Regions from separate parts of the Oryctolagus cuniculus genome. Here region 1 is linked to region 2. A link is a contact called in public Hi-C data. All regions are on one chromosome and are shown on one strand. Each heading gives the region's core, a stretch centred on a gene start, on an enhancer-like site or on the middle of the called end of the contact. The rest is flanking DNA. Distances are from core to core; before and after follow the strand shown.

Evidence for each region. A called contact is a pair of places that touch in the nucleus more often than the background predicts.
Region 1: a Hi-C map of psoas muscle shows a contact between it and region 2, with 8 times the contacts expected there. The contact joins the enhancer-like site here to the promoter of JPH2 in region 2. A contact is called at or near these places in 3 of 6 Hi-C or Micro-C datasets (ear pinna, psoas muscle and an unstated tissue).

Annotation. Positions count from the first base shown.
Region 1 is chr11:14,927,823-14,933,524 of mOryCun1.1, forward strand. The region is part of intron 2 of JPH2 (junctophilin 2); the gene reads left to right. Among named protein-coding and RNA genes, the nearest start is that of TRNAE-CUC, 43 kb to the left of the region's middle. Within about 2 kb of position 2,974, at least 1 of the 8 cell types and tissues checked has an H3K27ac peak or open chromatin away from gene starts, as enhancers often do.
Region 2 is chr11:14,872,495-14,878,818 of mOryCun1.1, forward strand. It overlaps JPH2 (junctophilin 2), which reads left to right and starts at 2,618. Exons shown (of 6, transcript NM_001081998.1): 1 at 2,618-3,039. The coding sequence starts at 2,661. It overlaps LOC138844291 (a long non-coding RNA gene), which reads right to left and starts at 2,116. Exons shown (of 2, transcript XR_011379880.1): 1 at 1,932-2,116; 2 at 1-1,477.

The DNA.
Region 1 (5,702 bases), core at 1,724-4,223, 56 kb after region 2:
GTGTTACAGAGGGTGTGCGCTCTCTCAGACCTTGCCCTTCAACCAAACTCATCTTGGAATTCACTCAGCATCAGCCATAAAGCTCACCCTCCTTCCTGCTGCTGGCTACAGAATAAACCTTCCGATGGTTATGCCATAAATGAGTTAACCAGCTTCCAGCTGCTGGCTGGACTCAAATGCCCCTACAAACAGTGTTGCAATAAATGCTCTTATTTGTCCCTGGGTCATTTTGCACGATTTGGATGTATTTGTTGGGCAGATTCCTAGGAGAGAAATCAGAAGCTATGTAGATGTTGGATTTCTAAAGAAGAAAAACAGTTGAGCAATTTGAAACAATAGCTACGAATGTATGGAACTGGGGCAAACAGGTAAGGGAGAAATGCCTGACAGTGGCAGCAGACACTTTCCTAGTGTGTTCTCTGAGCCAAGCACCGCTCTGAGCACTTAATTTTCCTAACGGTCCCAGCAGGTGGCCATTATCGTTATCCCATTGTATTTGTTACCTGTTTTTTTTTTTTTTAAGATTTTATTTATTTATTTATTTGAAAGGTAGAGTTACAGATAGAGAGAGGGAAAGACAGAGAGAAAGGTCTTCCATCTGTTGGTTCACTCCCCAAATGGCTGCTATGGCCAGAGCTGGGCTGATCTGAAGCCAGGAGCTTCTTCCGGGTCTCCCATGTGGGTGCAGGGGCCCAAGCATTTGGGCCATCCTCCACTGCTTTCCCAGGCTGCAGCAGAGAGCTGGAACTGAAGAGGAGCAGCCAGAACTCTAACCGATGCCCCTGTGGAATACCAGCACTGCGGGCGAGGGTTTAGCCTAGTACACCACAGCACGGGCCTGCTACCTGGTTTTTTAAAGATTTATTTGAAATGCAGGGTGAGAGAGAGAGAGAGAGAGAGAGAGAGAAAGAGAGAGAGAGAGAGAGAGAGAGAGAATATCTTCCCTCTACAGGTTCACTCCTCAAATGGTCACAATTGCAGGTGCAGGCTAAAGCCAGAAGCCCGGAACTCCATCCGGGTCTCCACCAGTGCCCCAAGCACTTGGACCATCTTCTGCTGCCTTCTCAGGCACACTAGCAGGGAGCTGGATCAAGAGGAGGGCAGCTGGAACGCGAACCTGTACTCTCACATGTGATGCCGATGTCGGAGCTTAACCTGCTGTGCCCCAACATCAGTCCCAGCGTTTGACATCTGTGACTGCATAACAGATTATCCCCAAATGCAGCCACTTAAGACAACACACGTGCATAAGCTCACAGTCTCTGTGGGGTTTCAGGGCGTGGCTCTGCCGGGTCCTGTGGCTCAGCATCTGTAACAAGGCAGAGGTCAAGGTGTCAGCCAGGGCTGTAGTCTTACTTGAAGGCTGCACGGGGGAAGGATCTACTCCCGGTTCACACACATGGTTGTTAGCAGGATCCAGTTTCTTGCAAGCCATTGGACTGAGGGCCTCAGTGCCTTCCCGGATGTTGGCAGGAGGCCACCCTCAGTTCCTTGCCATGTGGGTGCCCCCTGCACACAACCGGCTTCGTCAAGACAGCAGGAGGGTCTGTGGTTGGAGTCAAGCCATCTGCTTGTACGCACTACATGAAAATGACATCCCATCTCTTTGCCGTATTCTGTTTCTTAGAAGCTGTCACCGGGCTCAGCACACACTAGAGGGGAGGGCACTAAACCGAGTGGGAGCGCCAGCAGCCTTCTGGGAAGTCTCCCAGAGGTAGCACAGAGAGGTCCTGGGATTTGAGCAGGTCACACAGCCCGTGAGCGTCTGAGTCGGAATTCAACTTCAGGTACAGGACTGTGGATTCCATGCACCTGACCGCGATGCCTCCCAGTTGCACCTTTACGGGGTTCCCAGGTGTGTGCAGGGATGGAGGAGAAGAAAGGCTCCAACCCTGGGACAGCTGCTGTGTCTGCACAATGGCTTCAGGCCGCTGTGGCTTTGATGGTGCTGTTTGACAGACAGTAAAATGCCATTTTAAAGGCCTTTTGCAGAAGGAAGTTCCGGCTGCTTTGAAGCCCTGCGCCAGCATACTCATGGACGGACGTGGGGACGGCCTCCCTGCAGGCCAGGCCTCGGGGGCAGGGGGAGCGAGGCCCAGGGTCCTCTAAGGCATTTCACTGGCTGCAGCCGCACCTCAGGCCTCCAACCAGGCTGCAGCAGACCAGCCTTTCTCTGGGAAAGGGAGAAGGCCCCAGGCAGTTACCACGCGCTCTCCCACGGGAGCGTGGGTGCCTGGAACACGCACGTCGGGGCCTCCCAACTCCTCTGAGGAAGGTCTGTGGCCGTCTGCGAAGTGGTCTTGACCTGGGCAGGGTGAGCAAAGGCTCCGGGGTCGAGCAGATGTGGGGTCAGGCTCGGCCAGTCTGGCCCGTTCCAGCTTTGTTCCGGCTTCAGGCTTTGGGCGAACGATCTCCCCCTGCAAAGCGGGCCGCCTGGAGGGGACCTGAGGCCGCACAGCTGTTTTATCTCCTCTGGCCGTGGGCTGCCAGCGTGCCCCAGGTGCCTTAAACGCGTAGAGGGATCCTCTTGCCACTGTGGAGGTCCCTGGGCTGCCCGGGTCAAGGCAACTGCAGGGCCAGGTCCTGCTGGCACTCGGAGGGTGGGATCCGATCCCCTGACTTTGCAGTTTCCCGTGGCCACCCCCATTCCTTGCCTCAAGCCCTCCCCCCTTCCTCTGACTTCAAAGCACACTACTGCTGTCTCCGCTTCCATCCCCACCGCGGCTTCTCCTCTGTCAAAAAATAGCCCTGCCGTCCCTGTCGTAAGGACACTTGTGGTTACATTTAGGCTGCCCGTGGAGTCCAGGATAATCCCTCATCCCAAGATCTTGAATTCGATCACACCTCCAAAGCCCCCTTTGCCATGTGTGGCAGCGTCCCCAGGTTCCAGGGATTAAGAGCTGGAACTCTCTGGGGCCGTTATTCAGCCGACTGCATAGGTCAAGTGTCTGGCACGGGGTTAGCACTCAGCACACAGCGACTCCTGTTACTTGGCTTCCGTCTTCTGGGCTAGGAGGGCCGCATTCCATCCCCAGCCACGGAGGGGACCTCGCGCGGGGCTGGGGGCTCTTTAAGAAGACAGGTCTCCACGATGCAGGATCTGGAAGGAGCCACCTCCGTGGCCAGGGGACTGGGGCGGGGCTTCCAGCAGAGAGATTCTGCACAGGGCCTGTGGGGGCAGCACAGCCCCCCAGACTCAGAACCCACCCCCACCCTCCACTTCAGCTAGGACAGATCCACGTTTTAAATGTTACAAACGCCTGCCCAGGGCTGATGGCGCGCCAGGCCCTGTTCTGGATGCTCTCGGAGCCTCAGCTACTTCATTCACTCTGTAATCTCCACAGCCCTGAGGTAGGGCTTTTTGTGTCCCCATTTAACAGATGGAAAAATTGAGGCACAGAGAATTTAAGTCAATCATGGCCATTCAGCTGTGCTCCTAACCACCGCAAGATATCAAACTCTATACAGAATTGTTTTCTTTTTTTAAATCCTACTTGTTTTCCAAATTTTCTATAATGAAGCCATATCATTTTTATAATACAACTGTATGTTATGTGTATAATATACTTAAAATTTATTCACTTTATTTAAAAGATATATATAGAGAGAGATCTCTTCCGTCTGCTGATTCACTCTTCAGTTGCCTACAACAGCCAGGGCTGGGCCAAGCCAAAGTCTGGAGCCAGGAACTCCATCCAGAGCTCCCACATAGATATCAGCAACCCATGTACCTGAGCCATCACTGCTGTTTCCCAGGGTGCATATGAGCAGAAGCTAACACTGGGAGTCAGAGCTGGGACTTGAACCCGGACTCTCCAGTATGGAACGCAGGCGTCCCAAGCACCTAGCCCTTGCCCTTTTAATGTACGTTTTCTAATAATGAACACAGAGACAATAAAATACGTTTTATTTGCATATTTATCCACATGTATTGTAAAGTACAGACTGTGAACTTACAACCCACCAGATGGGCTGCTCTTGCCCCGTGCTCTGCCCACCTTGTCTCGTCTCCCACCAGGCTCTGTTGCCTTCAAGGGAAGGGCCCGGGTATGGTTCAACTTCCATAATAATGACTACGGGTAAGTGACTTGACCTCGCTGTGCCTGAGCTTTTTTTTTTTTTTTTTTTTTTGACAGGCAGAGTGGACAGTGAGAGAGAGAGACAGAGAGAAAGGTCTTTCTTTTGCCGTTGGTTCACCCTCCAATGGCCGCCACGGCTGGCGTGCTGCGGCCAGCGCATGGCGCTGATCCAAAGGCAGGAGCCAGGTGCTTCTCCTGGTCTCCCATGGGGTGCAGGGCCCAAGCACTTGGGCCATCCTCCACTGCACTCCCTGGCCACAGCAGAGAGCTGGCCTGGAAGAGGGGCAACCGGGACAGAATCCGGCGCCCTGACCGGGACTAGAACCTGGTGTGCCGGTGCCGCTAGGTGGAGGATTAGCCTAGAGAGCTGCGGCGTGGCCTGTGCCTGAGTTTTGCCATCTGTAAAATGGCCATGGTTCTTAGCTCCTGGGTCAGTGTGAACCCATAGGTTATTTTCCATTTTTGTCTTAGGAGAGGCAGTGTTCATGCGTCTAAACAGAAGAGCCAAAAGCATGATGGAAGAAAATGTAGGACTAAGTCTCTGACCTTCCGCAAAGCTTTGCTGTGACAGCTGAATTACAGGAGACAACAGTACAAATAGATCAGTTGCACTAAATTGAAATTTAGAACTTCTATGTTTTTCTTTAAATGGTCACAATGGCCAGGGCTGGACCAGGCTGAAGCTAGGAGCCAAGAGCTTCATCGGGTCTCCTGTGTGGGTGCAGGAGCTAAGGACTTGGACCATCTTCTGCTACTTTCCCAGGTGCATTAGCAACCTGGAAGTGGAGCAGCTGGGACTCCCTCCAGCGTCCATATGGGATGCCGGTGCTGCAGACCGGGGCTTAGCCTGCTGCACACAGCGCCACCGCCTGGAACTTCTGTGATTTAAAGGGCAATGCAAGAAAGAGAAAGCCCAAGGTTGGGAAAAGCATCTTCAAATTATAGACAGTTTGCTATGAGAAGGGACTTGTATCTGGACTATCTAGAGGACTTCCAGAACCCAAACAAACAAATCCCAAGTACATGAAAGCCGACTGAGGGTCTGAGTAGTTCCTTCTTCTAGGGAGATGCACAGATGACCGTGACGCTGGGAAATCCAAACCAAACTATGATGAGACAGCACTTCCCAAACCGCTGCTGCGGCCGTCATCAGAGAGACAGACAGGGACAGGTGCAGCGAGGCTGTGGGGAGGCTGGAACCCCCGTATGTTACTGGTAGAATGTAAGATGTTGCCACCGCTTTGGAAAAGTCTGGCAGATCCTCCACAGACCCAGCCATTCCACCTTCACGAATATGCCCACGAGAAATGACAGGCTCTGTCCACCCAGAGACGTGTGCGTGAGCATTCGCAGCAGCGTTCTCCGTGACAACCCACACGTGCAAACAGCCCAGGTGCCCTCACCTGGTGAGCAGGGCCACGGGTACAGCGAGCCCACACGTGGGATGTTAGCAAGAGAGAGGCAGGAAGTACTGACACCTGCTACAACGTGGGCACGAGGCGAAACTGTTCAGTGGCGTATCCCAGTGTGTCGGCAGTGGGTAGAATTTTGGAAGGGAATACTGCTAGGCATGGTCGTAATAATGACAAAAACAAGAACAGTGATAGTGAGTCTGTGTTGGGC
Region 2 (6,324 bases), core at 1,368-3,867:
GACTCGAACTGATGCCCATATGGGATGCTGGCGCCTCAGGCCAGGGTATTAACCCGCTGTGCCACAGCCCCCACCCCTGTCTGAGGAGCTTTTAAGGGAGCTTTTAAAAAGGGCATTGTTGTCACGGTTTTCTCCCACTCTGGGTCTCGGGTCTGGGGCGGAGCTCTCAAATCTGTTTTTTCAGTTTTACGGGTGCGTCTTTTGTGGAGTAACCCTTGGGAGGGACCCCCGTGGGGAGCTGCTGGGGGTGAGCAGTGGCTAAATGGCTACAGGTAGAGCGGCTCCACTGGGACACGGCCGTGGCCACTTAGCTGTAGGACAGAATCATGGTGACCTGCCTGGCATTAAAAAAAAAAAAAAAGTATTTAAAAAATTTCTTTGAGAAGCAGAGACAGAGAAAGCAGACAGCAAGCTCCCGCCTGCTTGCTGGTTCACTCCCAGATGTCTGCAGTGGTTGGGATGGGGCCAAGGGGCAAGCTGGGAGCTGGGAAGTCAGTCCAGGTCTCCCATGCAGGAGGCAGGAGCCTGATCACTCGAGCCATCGCTGCCTGCCGGGGTGGGCAGTGGCAGGAAGCCGGACTCGGGAGCTGTGACTCAAGCCCAGGCTCTGTGATGCGGACGTGGGCGTTTCAACCAGCGTCTCAGCTGCTGGGCCAGACGTGAACACAGAGGGTGTGACTCAGGCAGCCCCAACGCCAGCTTCCGGTTTGAGATGCTCTTCCCTCTTCCTGGGACAGCACAGTGGAAGGAAACATGTGATTCTCCGAAGACTTTGGTGAGACATGGTCAAAGCAGAACCCCGGAGGAGGCGTTGAGGTGTTGTGGGAGGTGGGCCGTGCCAGCAGGCTGTCAGTCAACCTGGCCAGGGGGTGACTCCCGCTACCTAGGTGGTGGTCTGTATCCGCCGTCACTGCTGCCTGTTAGCCTGGCAGCAGCCCACACCGGTAGTGCCTGGGTGTTTCTGCCCCGGGTGGAAATGTGCACGAGGAAGGGGCTCCCTCAAGGTCGGGGGCCCCAACACTGCCAAGTCCTGAGAACTGGCTCTGGGCAGCAGGAAAAGAGGGAATGGTTTCCAGCCACTTTAAGAACAAAACTTCTGCAGCGACGTTGAGTGGCCTCAAGTCCTCGGGAGATCTGGGGACAGGTCAGAAAGGCTGGAAGTCAGTTAACAGTGGAATGTCCTCCTGTGCTTGCTTCTCCAGCGACCCCGTCCCCAACAGTCACACGTGCCCAGCTTCCTCTTCTCCGTGGCCCGTACCTTTCCCGGAATGACTCCCCACCCCCGCCCCCACCCCGGCACCCTGGGCTCAGTGGGGATTTACAGCCATCAGCCCCCGGCGGCAGCTTCTTCAGATTTATTTGTTCTTTCTTCCTGGAGTTTGGTGGGAACCTGAGCACTCGTGACCCACCCAGGCCCTTTGCTCTCGACCCTGCCCCAGGAGCTTTCTGAGGTCTGGCCTCTCAGGCTCTTAGGACCCTGGAGAAAGAGGGGAATTGAAAAAAATAGCACTGTGACCCCTGAGCATTCCAGAGGGGACCTCATGCAGACTCAGCCCCCACCCAGGCTCTCAGGGACCGAGAGGGAGAGAGGGCAAGGGGTGGTCCCTGCTTTCTGCACTGGCACCCCCAGGGCTGTGCACGAGCTCAGGGCTCGCCTTCCGGAGCCTCACCTCGGCTTGGGAGCGCCAGCCCCAGCTTTCAGAGCCTGCGTGAAACAGTCCCGTTCCTTTCTCTCTAGGTCACAGGATTCCGGGATGGGGCTGGCATGGGTGCTGCAGCCCCAGGTCCCGTCAGGGCATGCGAGTGGGGGGGCTGAGATTGGCCAAGCGCCACGCTCGGGGGTTCTCAGCCTTCGGGGCTTGGGCCTCCTGCTCCTCCATCCACGCTGACGCCTCTGCTCCCTCCCGGCTGTAGCCCCCGGGGCCTCTTACCCACGGAGGGCACGCGAGCCACCACCGCATTGCCTGGCTGCCCACTCCCCGGGCGCCTGCCGCCTTCCTCAGTCCTCCAGCTGCGCTGGGTCTGCAGCCGCCCGAGTTGAAACACCCCTCGCTCCCTCCCACTTTGAAGGAGGCTGGGCTGGCCAGGGGGCTATTTTGGGAGCAGCTTCTGAGATCCAATGGCCTTGTTAGGGCAACACTGACCTTTCTGTCCCAGGGGGAGGGCAGCATGGGAGTAGGGGCGGGGCCGCGGCAGAGTGCAACCGCCCCGCACACCCACTGGGGTGCAGGAGAAGGGGGCCAGCGGGCTGTGGAATTCAGCCTGGGGCTGGGGCTGCCGCCGAGGGGGAGTTGCCCCTCTGGAAAGCGCTGGGGACCCCGCCAGCCCTCCCCTTTCACTGTGCCTCCTGAAGGATCACCGTGATTTTCCTTGGACTCCATGGAAGCCCGGCTTGGGATGCTTCGTGGGGGCTGTGCCTCTTCCCCACCTGACCCCCTCCCGAGGGGCAGCCTGCCCCTGGCTGACTGAGGGGGGCCTCCCAGGCATGGCTCTGCCCAGCCCACCCGGCACTGACCTGGCTGCTGGGCTCCTTCAGCCTCTGCTGGCCTCTCGCTCCCCCTGTTGTGGGGCGCGGTGGTGAGTCTGGGGCCCAGCCCTGAGGGTGCTGCAGGGCGTCGCCCAAGCTGGAGGCCGGGCAGGTGGCCGGAGGCGAGGATGCCATGAGCGGGGGCCGCTTTGACTTTGATGACGGCGGGGCGTACTGTGGGGGCTGGGAGGGGGGGAAGGCCCACGGACACGGGCTGTGCACGGGCCCCAAGGGCCAGGGCGAATACTCCGGCTCCTGGAACTTCGGCTTTGAAGTGGCAGGCGTCTACACCTGGCCCAGCGGAAACACCTTTGAAGGCTACTGGAGCCAGGGCAAGCGGCATGGGCTGGGCATAGAGACCAAGGGGCGCTGGCTGTACAAGGGCGAGTGGACGCATGGCTTCAAGGGACGCTACGGAACCCGGCAGAGCACCAGCAGCGGTGCCAAGTATGAGGGGACTTGGAACAATGGCTTGCAGGATGGCTATGGCACCGAGACCTATGCAGATGGAGGTGAGCCCGGGGGAGGGGCCGGAGCAGGAGGAAGGCCGGTGGAGGGGGGGGGGGGGAGCCAGGGGCTGTTGGCAGAGAGTCTGAGGGCTAGGATGTGATTTCGCTGTGTGGCTTTGGGCAAGATGACCTACCTCTCTGAGCATCATTTTCTTGGTAGCAAAGGTGGTGCCAATAAAGGGGCCGCCGAGCCGTGGCAGGGATGCTGCATGCACGCCTGCCACGTAAACACAATAGAATGTGCCTGCTGCTGTTTGCATGCCCGGTGGAGGAGCAGCTGTGGAGCAGACCCCAGCTTGTGCGGTAGCAGCGTCAGGGTCCAGTCTCAACTCTGCCATGACAGCCATTTGGCTATTATTTTCAAACAATAGGTCACGAGCGGTGTTCATCCGTTCATCCCTCCACACACCTGCCCGCCCACCCAAAAGCCGACACACTCGCCCATCCACATGCCCAGCCACCCCCCCATCTGTCTGTCCGTCCATCCGTCCATCCGTGTATCCATTCACTGTGCATCCACACACTCCTGATTCGCTGCACATCCTATTTGCTGGGCACTATGCGAAGGGTTAGTTACCGTCCCCGACTTCCAAGCCGGCCAAGCAGACAAGCTGTTGCTCACGGGTACGTCCCGCGTGCCGAGATGGAGAGCAGTTAGATGGATCGTGATGGGAAACTTGCTGTGAGGGTGAGAGCGGGGGCTGCACAGGCTGAGAGGGGAGGGCCGCGGGGCCGCAGGGCTCAGGAGCAGGAGGGCCATCGCAGGGCGAGAACACACACAGGAGCCTGGCACAGGGACGACAGAGCCGCTGTCATGGACCTCATCCATCCACCGAGTGTAACTTCCCATGCTCCACTTACTCAGCCTCAGTTTCCCCATCCATAAAACGAGACACCTTAAGTATAGGTACCGCTCCAAATGTGGGTGGTCGACGAGCCTTTCCACCCGTTAGAAATGTAAATTCAGGACCCTCCTGAATCCGGATCCCTGAGCAAGGGCCCAGGGAACTCTGAACCGGCTCATCAGGCAGTTTTTTACATATTACAGTTTGAATCAGGGGCTAGCAAGCTATAGACCACAGGCAAAGAGACAAACAGTATTTTGTGAGTTGTAGAACTTTTGTGACGGTCCCGAATGATGTCCCCAAAGTGCCCCTTCTCTGGCCAAGCCAGAGGCCTTGGCTGTGCGACGCCCGTGGAAGTGGACGTGGAAGCGGGTTGCCCCTCCTCCCTTGAGTGGGCGTTAGCACTGGACTCAGGGTAGCTGGATGGCGTTTTCCTGGCAGGCGGTTTACCTGGAAACCACGGCTAATGAAAAGCATGAACTTGGGTTAGAGGCATTTGTATGGAATGGTGTTTGCCACTGGTCTCCTCTCTTTGTGCCAGAGGACTGGGAGTAGGCCGCTCCGAGTGGGCTGGGGTCGGGGTGTGACCCAGGCATGTGGGGCAGAAAGAGGCGTCAGGCAGCCCAGGTGCAAGGTTTGCTCACGCCGGGCCCCTGGGGTGCACTGAGACACCCTGGGGTGCAGGGTGGGTTGGTGTCTTGGCTACAGGTGGTGGGTGTCTGGGTGAGCACTGCCCTCATGCGCCTTGAGTTTCCGTGGCCACCTGGGGTGGCTGCAGAGCACAGGCCGGCATGGCACAAGCTTGGGGTCAACGTCTGGCTGCACCACGTGCTACTTTGATGACCTCCAGCTATTTGCAGAAACTCTGTGATCCAGTGCCCTTCCGTCCCCCAGAAGTTTTTGCCAGGCCCTGTGCTGGGCGCCGGGCTCACAGCAGAGAGCAAGCCTCAGTTCCTGTGGCTGGAAAACGCAGGAGATCCTTGAGTCGTTTGGAGGTGTTGGTTACCTATGCAAAGGGGTGCACAGTGGGCGCGCGCCAAATGCCCTTTGCCTTCCCACTTCTCTCTTCCCTCTTTCCACACCAAGGGGTATGTGCAGTGGGGGTCCGGATGCAAGTCAAAGGGACGCACATTTCCAGGCTGAGCTGAGCGTGGGAAACTGAGCCAATGCCAAAATGTTGAGAAGGAGAAAAACTCACTCCTTCATTCACGCAGTCATTATTACCGAGCTCCTCCTCTGTGCCAGAAACTACCCCACAGCGTATGTTAGGGGCCAGTGAGCAAGACAAGGGGCTCCCTGTCAAGTGGAGAAGAGAGAAGACAAACATGTATAATTTTCAGAAGTTGACAGGGCTATGAAGGAAGCTGGCAGAGCGGGAAGAGGGCGGCATTTTCACATGGGATGGTTTCAGAAGCGGGATGGGAGAGGTTGGAAGGACGTGAAGGCTTTCAGGCAGAGAGAGTGGTGACGCAAAGGCCCTGGGGCAGGACTGGGCTTTGCTCTGTGGGAGGAACAGCAAGAATACCAGAAGGCAGGAACAGAGGGGCTGAGGGAGGCAAGCCGGGTGCAGGCTGGAATTGTGGGCGGGGCCAGGTCACCTCACTCTGCAGGCCCTGGGTTTTGCAGGCCCAGGTGTGGCCAGGGGCTCTTCAGGCCGGGTAATGAGAGGACCTGCTGCTCAGGTTTGTCAGGGGCCCAGGCTTCCTCAGAATGAGACGCCTAGAGGCCCTGGAAGCCTCACAGATTCTCTCTCCCAAGCCACACACAACGTGTAACCCTCCAAAATTAGATATGGCGGCTGCTTCGGAAAATCTCTTTAATCAACCTGTCAGCAGTGCCCTGGAGAGTTTGCTAAGGCCCTGCCCTCTGCCCCATCCTGGGTAGCACGGAGGGGAATGTGCACAAATAAGATCCTGGGATTAGGAAGTCAGGAGTCAGTAGCCCAGCCTCTTGCCCTGGCCCCATCCTCTTGTTTAATCTCTTCGAGCCTTCGTTTCCTTACCCATACGATGGACCTATCCTAAACCTCTCATAAGACTTCACATGAGATAAATGAATATTCAGTAATGATAGTCACCATTACTGCTATATATTATGAATTCATTCAACAAATGTTTATTGAATGATCACGAAGCCACTCAGGAATTTATTGAGTGATCATGAAGCCACTGTGCTACGCAGTGGGTGAGCAATGAACAGCATGGAGAGACTAGCAGGAAACTGTGCTATGGCCCAGTGTCGGGTAGGAGGCGGGCACGGGCAGGGGACCAAGGAAGCGAGAGCAGGCCACCACCTGACGTGCGCACCCAGGGAAGTGTCCTAGAGCAGGTGGGGTCCGTGTCCTGCCACTGTGCAGGAGACAGCCAGGTGCCCCCAGGAAAGGGCCGCTCCAGGTGGAGCTAAAAGCGGGCACAGACGCCGGGACGTCCAAGTTTGCTGTCCG